2 separate regions of the Arachis hypogaea genome follow, and region 2 is linked to region 1. The links are chromatin contacts, called in public Hi-C maps. All regions are on one chromosome and are shown on one strand. Each heading gives the region's core, a stretch centred on a gene start, on an enhancer-like site or on the middle of the called end of the contact. The rest is flanking DNA. Distances are from core to core; before and after follow the strand shown. Region 1 holds the start of LOC112757306 (oil body-associated protein 2A-like). Region 2 overlaps LOC112754582.

Region 1 (6,955 bases), core at 2,750-5,249:
CACATTAATTATTCAAATACAAAAAAAGTAAAAAATTACATTAGCTGCTAATTTTTTTTCTTCAAATCTTGAAGGTACTTGTCTTCTTGTTTTCATATTTTGAAAATGTTAAATAATTATTTCATTATCAACTTGATTGAATGTCTCTATATATGTAACCAAACAATCATTACTATTTTAAAAATTTTTTTATTACTATTTTTAAAAACAAAAAAATATATTCTAAATTAATGAATTGATCAATTGACTTTAGAAATTTATATGCAATATAATTACATATAATAAAATAGAACGAAAGATAAACAAATAAATAATAAGGGTCACTAAATTGAGAATAAAATAAAATATATAAATTTATGAAGAGAATAAAAAATTAGATTAATACCTAAACTATAATTGCTTGAATTAAAATTTGTAATTGAAAATATCAAAAAGAGAAACAATGAAATTAAAAGATACATAGAGTCGTAAAGAGGTATATAAAAAAATAGAGGATTTAAAATTTACCTTTTGATGAAAAGAAGATAACCACTAAACAAAGAATAGAAAAAAAGGTTGAAAATATAAAACTGAGAAAAGGGTTTAAGAGAATAAAGAAGTGGTGATGGCTAGGATTTGAGAATGGGAGAAGATTAAATTTGATTAGGTTAACTAATAGTCAAAATAATAAAAATATAAAATGAGTTTGGGACTTTAAATAATTGGGTTTATTTATTTGTAATGAGGTCATTTAAAATTTAAAATAAAAACATATTACATATATATATATATATATATATATATATATATATATATATATATATTTTAAAAAATTAACATGAGAGTGAACCCCCTCCTGCCCTATGTAGGTCCGTCCCTGGATGTATTTGAGTTGGAATGTGTAGATGGAGTAGGTTTGAATTTGGTTGTGTGTGAATATGTAACTGCAGTTGGTTTGGGTTCATTTTGTTAGTCGAAAATGATTGAGGCTAGTGAATCATTGGAAAATTGGTAAATGTGTATTTTTTGTAAAAATAGATTTTTGGCCAACTTCGGTGGGCCGCAACTCAATTCTCGGAGTTGAAAAACTTTCAAGATTATATTTTTATGAAAATTCATTTATCGATATTTCCAACGGTTCAAGAATGGTTGAATAAGGAATTTTGTGGAAAAAGTTATGAGGTTTTGAAAATTGGACTGAAAAGCTGATTTTTGCAACATCAGATTTTCAGTTTTTTTTATATGAATGTGTACGTGGCCTTTGACATGCATACGTGACTAACTAAATTTTTAACTCATGCGTACGCGGAGCTTTGCATGCGTACGCGGATCCCAAGTTTTTAGCCTCTGCGTACGCACACCACATGTATGCATGCGCACACCTCCTAGAATTTGGAAAAATATATTTTTATGGCTTTCAACTATTCTTTTGGTCTCTAAACCTTTATAAACTTTGATACGAGTCTAGAGCCGGTAGAATTGAGAATGGAAGAGTTAAGGATAAAGCCAAACGAATTGAGTTAGTAAAATTGAGAGAAATGAACAAGATGTTAAGTGAGAATGATGATGATTATGATATTATTAATGAGAATGATGATGATGATGAGATTCTTAATGAAAATGATGATGATTATGAGATTGATAAAGAGAATGGTGATGATTACGAGATTAATAATGAGAATGATAATGATTATGAGATTGATATTGAATATGATCCTGATTGTGATACACCTGCTTGGGTAGATGCAGTGGCATTGATCCACTTGCTCCGAGTTTGGTTTGAGTCTCTTGGGGTAGATGCAGTGGTTAGCCCCCACTTGCTCCCAGTCAAGAATGATTTGAGATTTGAGAAGTTATCTGAATTTTGGATTTTCTTAGGTAGATGCAGTGGGTCGGCTCCACTTGCTCCAGGTTGAGATCCGAAATTCTGTTGACCCTGCATCGTAAGAGTGGCCAGACACTTAGACCTTTCCGGATGAGCTCTCTCCCATGGATATTTTTATTTTGAATGATTATGATTTTGAGCTTGGGGATGCGCACTCGCAGGGACTGTCCAATGGTTCGCTAACAGGACACACTACAAAAATTTCTGGTAAAAACGACGATTTTTTTTGGTATTTACGGTGGTTTGAACTGCCATTATTACTAAGAATGGCGGTTTCGTACAGTGACGTAATTCTGGGTGCCATTTTCGTTATTACGGAGGTTTTCTGAAAACTGCCACAATTTCCTGGGTTAAAACAACGGTTTTTGAATAGGTTAAAATGGCGATTCAAACCGCCGTTATTTCCAGGGTTAAAATGACGATTTTTGGATAGGTTAAAACGGCAGTTTGAACCGCCATTATTACCCTGACAGAGTGGCGTTTTGGTTGGTTAAAATGGCAGTTCAAACCGCTGTTATTTCCAGCGTTAACATGGCGATTTTTGGATAGGTTAAAACGGCAGTTTGAACCGCCATTATTACCTTGACAGAGTGGCGTTTTGATTGGTTAAAACGGTATTTTTGAACCACCATTTTTACCCTGACAGTAGCGTTTTTATTAGTTAAAAAGGCATTTTTGAACTGCCGTTTTACCCTGACAGTGACATTTTTTATCGTTTAAAAAAATAATTTTTACTGTCATTTTTATTGCGTTAAATAAATAATTGTGATTAAAATTTCACAATAGCAAAAAATCATAATCCATAAATGAAATATTATATAACTCGTATACAAAATATTAATATAATATATAATTTTTTATTATTGAAAATCAAAAGTAATAACTCTTATACAAAACCTTGTCTTACTAAACTTACCAAAATACAAGCATTGCAATAAACACTAATCAGTCAAATCTACCATGCAGTTTCCTAAACTATGTTAATATCTAATAATGTATTTAAACCATCTAATAAGTGATGTATTTACTACTTATAATATGAATATACAAGACAAGTAGCTTAGCTAAGTGATGATGAATAAGATTTGGAGACCAAAAGTTTTCTCCTTTTCTAATTAACTTTAAAACAAGCCTGCCTTAGTTTCTTGGTCTCTTGTGTGAGTTTCATCCTGGGAACTTGCTCCAACATCTTTGTTTCTTGCTCCAACACTCCAACTTCATTATCCAAACTCATCTCTTACAAAGATTTGTAGGAACCTCTCCTGTCAGGGAATTTCTATCAAGCCGGCTGTTATAAATTGAAATTATAACAATGAAAAGATGTCATTAGAAACAATATATAACTAGTCAAATAATATAAAGAAAAAAAATAAAATTAGATTGGTAGAAAGAGTCAAGAAAATTTATTAAAAAACTGAAATATGAGGTAATTACTTACAGAATCTCAAGTGTCTGAACTAGTCCTAATGTTTCTGGTATAGAACCAGATAAATCATTTCCATCAAGTAAGGATAGTTGTGAAAGATTCTCCAATGTATCTAGAATGCTTACTGAGAAAATTCCTATTAAACTGACCAATCTAATTTCTCTTGAAGTCATAAAACATAAAACACTAAACAGTAGAATCAAGTAAAAACTAAAAAAAGTTGAAACTAATAAGGTTAGAAAACTATGAACAAATATATAAATAGGTACAAATTTAATAACAATGCAACTAGTCTAAGATAAAATATTTATGACACAGGGAAACAAAATAAAAATAGAGAATGAAAGTGAAAAACCTCATAAGCATGAGAGTGCCAAAGCTTCTTCTCCTCATCAGGCAGATCTTCAAAGATCCTATCAGAAATGATGTACTCCACACCTGGCACGCATTCATATAGAGTGAGCAAGTTAGTTTAAATAACAAGAAGAAACATGCATGCATGATGCATGGGAAGTGAGGGAGTAATTAGACCGAGGAGGCAGGCGTTGGCGTCGTCAGAGTCGTAGACAACGCACTGGAGAAAGTCTTGGTTGAGGCGGGAGCAGTAGTGGTGAGTCTCGATCTGGCGAGACATGTCGTGGCTGTAGATGGCGAAGGAGCAAATGTGGTGGTTGAACTGCTTCACGGGTTTGAGGGACTGAAGCATCATGGCGCCCTTGTAAGGTATGAGCATATAAATGACAATCTTGTCAAGTTTCAAACATAGTAAAGTTTCCTTCAATTTTCTAGTTCTCAATCTTCAAGTTAGTGAATGAAGATGTTTTATTTCCTTCTTTTGTTTGTTTTCTTTTCCTTTAAGTAACATGGGTTGGAACAACACTATACTGTTTCCTAGTTTCATCACTTCTAAAACAAATTGGGTTATTCTTTATTGCAGAATTGTGTTCAATCATTGCTGTAACTGACACAGCGGTAAAATAATAAACCGGTGAAAGTTAAATTGAATATAACTAACGGCTTTTCATTCAAGAAAGTGAAGTAAATTTCTTACTTGGTTCACAAAGCTCATTAGACCTGCCAATCTCTCCATTGCAGTAGACATTTTTGGAGTGTTAGTTTGTTTTTCAAGTTGTCCTACGACTACAGATTCTAAAACCATTTGTTGAAATTTGTCCATGCCTTGTGAAAAGAGCATCTTCTGCTTGCTGACAAGATTTTCCAAGGTTGCTTATGTCTGACCTTTGTTGCTCTGTCATGGTTTCAATCCTAGGGACCAAAATCTGCAATCAAAATGGTTTTTTTTTAATTATTAATAATGCATCATATCACCATTTACATGCAAAACTGGTGCTCTCATTCACATTGAGGAAGCTTTCTCAACATCTTTTATTTAATTAGATAGTAAGCATCACCTTTAGAATTTTTGAGGGACAAAAGCCTCCAATCCAGAAGAAAAATTGTTCAAACACCTTTATGATCTTTTATATACCTCTGAATTAGCAAGAAAATAAAAAATTGAAAGTCAAAATACACACTTATTATTCAAACATTAACACAACATTCATGGAATAGATTAGCAGTGCTTTGTGTCTCTTCATTATTGCATTTAACCATCATTCAAGCACTTACATCAGAAAATACACACACGCCATGTTTTGTACTAATTTCGGACAAATGATGCAGATTAATCAGTTCAATAGAACATATTAGGTCTCAAACTAAATAAAATAAGAAGCAAAAAAATAACAACACAACAGAAAAGGCAACAGTAACAAGCTAACAACAACAACTTCACAAAAGATCAATGAAAGTTAAAAACACAATAATAAAAACAGAACCAGCATTCTTTATTTTTTCCTACTAGAGCATGAAGTAGATCTAAAAAAAACGAAGAGTTACCTATTAGAAGTGATAGAGATCGCGAAACCAAACTGTAGAAGCTTGCTGAAGGCAGCAACAACGGCGTTGCTTGCCACGGCAAGGAGATGAGCCAGATTGAAAACGGTGTTGCTTGCGATGGCGCAGAGATGAATGACAGCGATGAGATGAGCGGCAATCTTCATATCAAATCCAAATCATAGAAGCTCACTGAAGGAGGAGAACGCGCCGCTAGAGGAGATCGTCGCTGGAGACAACGTTTCAGTTCACAGCACACAATCTCGTCGGAGGAGAACGCCGAGAAAATTGTCGCCGGAGCTTTTGCTGGAGCAGATCATCGCCGGATCATTCGCTGGAGCAGATCGTTACCGGAGCAGATCGTTGCCAGAACAGTCGCTGGTGCAGAACGTTGCCGGAGCAGAGCACAGATTGTCGTTTTTGGATTTGACGGTGGTGACAATGCGTGTTAGGGTTTTCCTTGTTGGGGGAACACATTCAATTTAAGATATTTGGATTTTCCTTGCTTTTGGGTTTTCCTTTGTTTGGGCTTTTTTTTCATAATGTGCTCTGATAATGGCGGTTTTAACTGCCAAAGTTACCGAAAATTGCCATTTTATTCAAATTAATTATGGCAGCATCATAAAATGCCATAATACTTGAATACTAGCCGTAATATAAATGTCATTTTAAACCTCATTTTTTGTAGTGACATGTCGGGTTGGCTATGTAACCAACAGATGATATCATCAGCCATAGGACAGCCATACGTCATTTGCATATGTTTGATTTGTTTGGGTTTGCTTATTTGTATTTGGTTTGCCTAATTGAATATGCCATACTATGTGATTATATGCTATTTGCCTTACTTGAATCTACTTGTGTATTACTTGTTTGTGTTGCTTGTGTTTGTACAACTGAGAGGTCCCTCATGCTGGTGTCGGTTGACGCTGAGGGATGCTCTTGTTGAAATGAAATGATGAAATGATTGATTAATAATGATGAATATTAAATGAGATGATTTTAGCTACCTAGGTAGACGTAGTGAAGTGATTTCACTTGTTCCAGGTGAAGATATGAGGTATTGATACAGAATTACTGAGACAAAGTAGCTAGTGATGGTTCTATTCATGATTCTGGTTCTGTTATGTTGGAGAGTTGGAAAAGATGAGAAAGATGAATTAGATTTAGTATTCCCTTATAATAGTGGTCTATTTATGGATTAGTGAGAACCTAGGATAAATAGTTGATGAAAGGAGGCTTAGGATGCTTGGTGAGTTTCTATTATAGTGCATTGTATTTATTTGGCACTTTTACCGTACTTTTATCAGCAGTGAGTTGTGATTCATATAAAAGATGGCAAAGATCATTGGACTCCTGTTTTACTTTGCTTAGAATCTCTCCGTATTTATCTTAAAAAACTTACTTATATGTATGTATTTATCATTTTGAAAACTTGTCTATAGAGTCTTTGATGTATATTTTGGGAGAGATAGGAAATATTGTTGTCAAACTGATTTTATTTCTGTACCCTAGTCGACCTAAACTTCGCAGGTTGCGACTAGTGGCTATTGTGCTTATATATATATATATATTATACACCTTGTCTTTTTTTTCTATTTTTCCTTGTTATTTGTACCTTACTCATTTTTCAGGCTTCTCGTTTAATACCTCCTTTCAACTTATATATATGTTTATGTATTATAATCCACCCTGAGAGTTGTACCACCTTATTATCATTGACTTATCACTCGAGTATAAGGATATGAATATTAGGGTGTTACACAAAT
Region 2 (7,228 bases), core at 4,148-6,647, 83 kb before region 1:
AGAAAAGAAGGGGAGGAAGAATGAGGGTAGAACCGGCGCAATGAGGGCAGCGGCGGCCGGAGGTTGGGTTGATGGCTTCTATTTCTCCTGCTTCTTATTTTGATTCTGTTTTCATTGTTGCTGTGCTTCTGATTCTGATTCTATTTCTTTGAATTCATTGTTATTGCGCTTCTGATTTTATTGTTCTTTTGATTTCATTGTTCTTTGATTTCTTGTATTCTTCTGATTGCGCTACTGATGATGATGAAGAAAAAAAAAAGAAGAGATGTTGCTTTGATAGAGAAGAAGAACCGGGTATTTTGGTGAAGAAGGAGAAGGGTATTTTGGTCTGAAGGACGATTTTAAAACCAAATTAAACCTTATGGACGATTTTGTATGCAAAAATAGGTTGAGAACGAAAAAAAATATTCGGTCTATATCTTAAAGACCAAAATCGTACTTAACCCTAAAATATAAATTATAAGTTATATATATAAAGTGGAAAGAGTAGAGAGAAATAAAGAAGGGGAGAGAGGTAGATAAGAAAATGACGGAAGGAAATTTAATAATTTTGGAGGAAAATATTTCATAATTTTATTAAGAGTATCATGTGATACATTTTGATTGTTAAATTAGTAATATAATATAGCTATATTTCAATTTCAATATTTCGATTTCAATTTTAATTTAATTTTAATTGCAATTAGAGAATGTTATATTGTATATTTTTATTGTTAAATTTATAATTAGTCATTCATAATGATATATGTTAGATATAATTAGGATCAATTAGAATTATTTTAGAATTATTTAGTATATCTGAATATTTATTATAGAATATTACGCCTTTATTATTACGATTCTCTTAGTCCCTATAAATACCCTTCTATATTGTATCACTTCAAACAACTTAAATAGACAACTTAATTATACTCAATAATACACAAAGCCTTCCTCCAGTTTAGTCTCTTGTTTCTAACATGGTATCAGAGCTATGGTATCCTCCTTGAAGATGATAGGTTGTTTTCCTTGCGGTGAAATCACCGTAGTTTTTACTCTTTTTTTTTTCTATGCCATTTTTTCTTTCCTTTTGTCACTCCTTTGATACTTTTTCACCTCACCGATTAGCCTGTTCTATCTGTCTTATGTTTTTTTTGAGTTGAATGATCAAATACCATTGTCATCCGCTGCTTACCTATTCTCATGAAAAAATCATATAGTTTTCGCTCTCTTTTGGCAGTTCCGTCTGCGTTCTCTCGTGGCAGTTTCATCTGCGTTCTCTCGTGGCAGTTCCATCTGCGTTCTCTTGTGGTAGTTCTGTTTGTGTTCTCTCGTGCCAGTTCCGTCTGCGTTTTCTCGTGGCAGTTCCGTCTGCGTTTCGTCTGTGTTTCCTTGTGGTAGTTTTGTCTGCGTTTCTTTCCGACAGTTCCGTCTGCACTTCCTTCAGATAGCGGCAGTTCCGTCTGCGCTTCCTTCAGACAAACGGCAGTTCCGGCTGCGCTTCTTTCAAACAAGCAGCAGTTCCGTCTGCGCTTCCTTCAGACAAGCGGCAGTTCCATCTGCGCTTCCTTCCGGCAGTCCCGTCTGCATCCGTTTTATCAGTTTATGCATTTTTTTCCCTCTTTATTTCGTTGTTTTAAATAAGTTTCAAACTCAAGTTGTCACTTGAGTTTGAGGGGGATGTTAGAATATAATTAGGATCAATTAGGATTAGTTAGAATTAGGGTTAAGTACTGAAATCGTCCCTAAGGTCTGGGGTGAAAATCAAAATCGTCCCCGACCTTTTTTTGTTATTAAAATCATCCCCAACGTTATAAAACATTATAAAATCGTCCTTTTGTCCATAAATAAAATTTTTCGGACAATTTTACCCTTAAACAAAAATTAAAAAGTCTCTCCACCTTCACCACTATCCTCTGCATTATCATCACCATCACCATCACCATCTACATCACCATCGCTGCACCATCACCACCAACAATCCAGCAACAATCAAAAACAAATCAATACCAACAATCTAGCAACACCAACAGCAACAATAAAAAACAAATCAAAAAAAATCCATCGCTACACCATCACCACCAACAATCCAGCAACACCAACAGCAACAATCAAAAACAAATCAACACCAACAATCCAGCAACACCAACAGCAACAATCAAAAACAAATCAACAAAAATCCATCGCTACACCATCACCACCAACAATCCAGCAACACCAACAGTAACAATCAAAAACAAATCAACAAAAATTTTAAATTAAACAATTCAGCAATCATCAACTATAATTTCAGATCCAAAATTGACAACAACATAAATTAAAAAATTTAAAAAAGAACTCATATGTTCTTCAAAAAAAAAAAAAAAAACAAGAGAGAAAGAGAACAACGCAAAATTGGGAACAAGAACTCAAAATTGCAGTAACAATTAAAACTCAAAAATTTCACTAAAAATTCAGAAATTCTACAACAAAAATCCAATTTAAAGAATAAGAAGAAGAAGAAGAAGAAGAAGAACGGCGGTGCGGCGGTGCGGCGGTGCGACGGAGCGGCGGTGCGGCGGTGCGACGGGGCGGCGGTGCGACGGGGCGGCGGTGCGGCTTCCCTTCCCTCCTCCTCCCCCCAGCCCCCCTCAACGGCGGCCCTGGCGGTGGTGACGCTCCCCTCGGTGGCTCACTCCCTCTCTCGCGCTGTCTCTCTTCTCGGCTCAACTCTGATTGGCGACGGCACTCTCTCTCCCTCTTCCCTTTGATGGCGACGATGACAAGCAAGGCATCTGGGCACGGCGGCGGCGGCGCTGGACACGACCTCCCTTTCTTCCCTTCTCAGCTCTCCGTCAGTCACTCTCTCCCTCAAGCCCTCTCACCGTTTCGTTCTTTCTTTCTTTTTGTTTCCTGAAGCCATTTTTCTCTTTCCTTTCTTTTTAATTTATTTTATTTTATAATTATATTTATTTTATTTTATAATTTTTTTAATGAGGGGTAGTTTGGTAATAAAAAAAATAAAATTGGTAAAAAGGACGATTTTATAACGTTTTGTAACGTTGAGGATGATTTTAATAACAAAAAAAGGTCGGGGACGATTTTGATTTTCGCCCCTTACCTTAGGGACGATTTCAGTACTTAACCCTTAGAATTATTTAGTATATCTGAATATTTATTATAGAATATTACTTCTTTATTATTACGATTCTCTTAGTCCCTATAAATACCCTTCTATATTGTATCACTTCAAACAACTTAAATAGACAACTTAATTATACTCAATAATACACAAATCCTTCCTCCAGTTTAGTCTCTTGTTTCTAACAATATATAAGAGAGAGAGAGAGAGATTAGAAATTTTAATTAGAAAACAAATTTGATTTGATTTGCATTCTCACTTTCAAATTTTAATTTCAATTAGAAATTTATCGGAAAACAAAAAAAAAAGGAAGCAATTATTGATACATGAAAAGTTGAAGACAATCTAAATAAAAGAAGACTGACTAGGAGGGAGTCCTTATTTGTTCAGAATACCTAAAGGGGGTGGGGGGAGTCCCTAAATTCTCAATATTCAAAGTCATTGATGCACTCGAACTTCATCATTGAAGTGTGCAAGGAGGTTCTTAACTCTGAACAATTTTTCTTCATGTTTGGGTTACAGCCAATAGGAGTTTGGGAGGATCGGATATGAAGCACACACTTGGAACACTCGATAACATTCTAGACTCTCTTGCATTACACTAGGTTGAGACTAAATTTACAACCATTCTTACCGGCTCATTATATGTTAGTTTGCAGAAGGACCGGATTGGACATTTATAAGGGAAAGGAAGGCTCAAATTTCATTTTTATTTGGCGATGATGATCACTGGGGTCCACTTCATGTTCTTGAAGAGGTAACTTGTAGAAAACATATCAAACTATCAAATGAAAGTGAATTGCATTGAACTGTTCCTAGACATGTGGTCAGTTCATCTAGTTGATGTCTTACTCATGATAATTGCATTGGTTCAAATGCAAAAATCCCCAATCAGTAGTCGATGGACGATCAGTGATATAACTATTAGCCTTAGCCAAGGTTGATGTTTGGCCCTGGCTATGGAAATAGAAGATCCTTTTCTCCCCCAAAGAAAACTTTTATGATTTACCATAAAACATGATACTTAATTACTTACTTTTCACAGTCCTTAATTTCATTTTGAATGATTTAGTCTTTTTCTAAACAAAATTACTGTGATAAACAGATAACAAAGTAAAACAGATAACCCTTGGAATTGAGCATGGCATGGCTTTTTAGGTTCACTTGCTCTCTTCCCCCCATTCTCTTTGTTGTTTTGGAGGATGGAACTGTCTTTAGCTTAAATTTTATTTTATTTTCTTAAAAAGTTATCAATAGAGAGTGCTATTAGCACAGAAGAAACTAAAAAGCCAACAAGAAGCTGTCACAAAAGTTGACTACAAGGCCTTTCGATTTCCTTTCAAAGATCTACAGACCATGGTTTGGGAAATAGCTTTTCTTTCAGAGCCTTTTCTGAACTGTAGTTTTTGAGTTCCAAACTGAAATACAGAAAATTATGAATTGGTGATTAGGGGGTCTTCCATTTCAATTTCGAATTTCAATTCCCTTTCAAGAGAGAAGTTGGCACCATTCTAATGGTATTTCATATACTTGTTACAGGAAGAGAAGTTTTTGCAACAAATTAATCTTCTCTTTTATGCTTTTAAGTAATTATTGCAGTAATGATTCTTAATGCTGCTTTTTTAATTCAAGTACTAAAATATAATATACCATGTGAACATTAGATTATGGAAAATAGTTCTTTCACAAGAATGTTAAATGATCATAGAGAGATGCTATATGGAACGATCCAATATTGCACGAACTATTTTCACCAATCATATTTATGCTTAACTGAAACAACGGTGAAGAATTCAATTCAAAAGATAAAAGTGATAACCTCTACCAATCAGATTCTTGTGCACAAGTTACACAAGAATATTTTTCATAACAAGGAAGTGTTGTCTCATGATCAGTGTTATTGCGGTTGCAGATATCAAAGCAGGTTCCAGGTATTACAGTAGCTGTTGAACGAGAGAACCATACTCATGGATTCTCCTGCACTGAGGCTGGCTCATTGTGGGTGGCTCAGCATGTCGCGAACCTAATAAAGAATCAGACCTCTTTAACTATGCAATAAGCTCTTTCCTTTATGTTATGTGTGTTCTCACTTCTCATTTCTCAAGTTGGCTATACAGAAAGGAATGAACAACTGAATAAATTTGAATGTTGACTGAAGAAAGCTCAGTCAATGTCCCTGTTGTGTGTGGGGGCTTAATTATTGTTTGATTGAATCAACGGGTATCCACCTATACGGAGATTGATTAATGATTACTATAGGGTTTAGGGTTCAGGTTAATTCCATATCATTTTTATCTTCCGAATACCCATTTCAAAACCACTAGTTATAGAGAAGGACCAAAAGAGCAGACTTCTGAGTTCAGACTATCAACGGCCGCCAAAAAAAAAAAAGAGAAGACAATTTCAGTGTAATGTTCTGTTGGGCTGGTCTGAGAAAGGCCCAACTCGGCCCATGTAACTTTTGGCCTTTCAGAAAAATCATATGTAGACCAGCAAACTTGCAGCACCAGGGAGACTTCATTCCATGATAGGATTTTTCCTGTTGTCCAAAATAATGAATTTTAATGACACAAAAAATAAAATATAATAAATTATTAAAGGTTCCACCTAAAGAAAAATGTAGGGCTGGTAATTTATACCCTATCCGAGGTACCCAATTCGGACTAACTCGTTCAGGTAGGGTACGGTGCGGTGCGGGTTTACTTGTAGGTAGGGTACGGTACGAGTTTAGGGTATACCTTATCTTACCTTACTCGTATATTCCTAATATATTATATAATATATATGTAAAAGTTATGTATGTAGTAAAAAAAAGTGAGTGTTGAACATACAATCTTTCTCTTATAAAAACTTGAAATAACCATTAAATTAGTTGATAATCATATTATTTGTAATTTTATGTTAGATTTTTTAAAAATTTTATTATTTTTAATTTTAATTTGAATTTAATTTTTTATTTTTTATTTTATTAATACGTATAAAATTTGAAATGGTTGAATTTTATATTTGCTTGAAATTTTTTTATTTTTCTATGGGTAAGATAGGGTTTAGAACTTTAGGGTGCGAGTAGGGTTAGGGTTAAAAAATTCTCAACCCGCGAGTAGAGTTAGGGTAGAGTCCAAACCCCATCCTATTCTATCCATTACCAGCCCTTAAACATTTATTTATGAAAATTACTGCTACAACGAAGAAGGCAGAAATGTGAGACTATATATAATGAGTAATGACAGAATCAATAGAGTAGTTTTAACAATAGGTACATTCTATGGTGTATATCTATATTTGCCTAACTTACTAAAAGAAGATAAAAATTAATATTTAAATTAAAAAATATAAAAATAAATAATTTTTTAATATTTAAAACTTACCATACATGATAAGTTCGACAATTTCAGTACCAAAGTTATAGGCACCATAGAATTTGCCTTAACAATATCACATGTCATATTGTAATTTTGCATGTTGCAAAAACCCATCATATTCCTGTTAGTGTTATATGATCGTCCATGACTAAATAACAACCCTGTCATTATGTTAACGAATTGAAAGAGCTTCCTTTATTTCTGTATTCCATTAGCTTTATGTAACTAACTTGCATGATTCCATAACTTAGGTAGGTTCTAGGGTTCTAGGGTAGCACAGCCTGTTAAACACATTGATTTGAATTTTGATCGGTAGTAATGGCATGGAACTAATACTACGTGATTTCCACTTTCCAGCCAATGTTATCTAACCACTACTTTTTAGCACATTACTATCATGATGTGGATGTTATTAAGATCAGAGTGAGAATACAGTAAGTTTGGTGGATGACTGGATGGTTCCACTCCATACTAGTTAACTTTGTGAGTAACTGACAAATCAATAGAGTTTGATATTAACGTTTAGGCCAATTCTATGGTGTCTATAAGTTGGTGTCTAAATTTTGCCTAAATTTTGCCTAACTTACTTTTTGTAGTAAGTTTTGATTTTTTAAAAATTATTTATTATTATATCTTTTAAATTAAATATTATTTTTTAACTCTTTTTAATAAATAAGCACTACTTTTTAAACACCATAGTATTCACCTAACGTTTATCATGAGTTTAGAGATAAAGATTCCGAGCAACAGAAGACTTAAGGCAAAA

Evidence for each region. A called contact is a pair of places that touch in the nucleus more often than the background predicts.
Region 2: a contact with region 1 is called in a Hi-C map of leaf, with 1.8 times the contacts expected there. The contact joins the enhancer-like site here to the promoter of LOC112757306 in region 1. A contact is called at or near these places in 2 of 8 Hi-C or Micro-C datasets (leaf and an unstated tissue).

Annotation. Positions count from the first base shown.
Region 1 is chr16:104,007,769-104,014,723 of arahy.Tifrunner.gnm2.J5K5, reverse strand. LOC112757306 (oil body-associated protein 2A-like) reads right to left here and starts at 3,999. Exons shown (of 3, transcript XM_025805899.1): 1 at 3,822-3,999; 2 at 3,646-3,728. The coding sequence starts at 3,999.
Region 2 is chr16:104,092,135-104,099,362 of arahy.Tifrunner.gnm2.J5K5, reverse strand. It overlaps LOC112754582, which reads left to right. Exons shown (of 13, transcript XR_011874392.1): 12 at 3,760-3,857; 13 at 5,013-5,378. Among protein-coding and RNA genes, the nearest start is that of LOC112754582, 11 kb to the left of the region's middle. Within about 2 kb of position 5,397, at least 3 of the 3 cell types and tissues checked have open chromatin away from gene starts, as enhancers often do.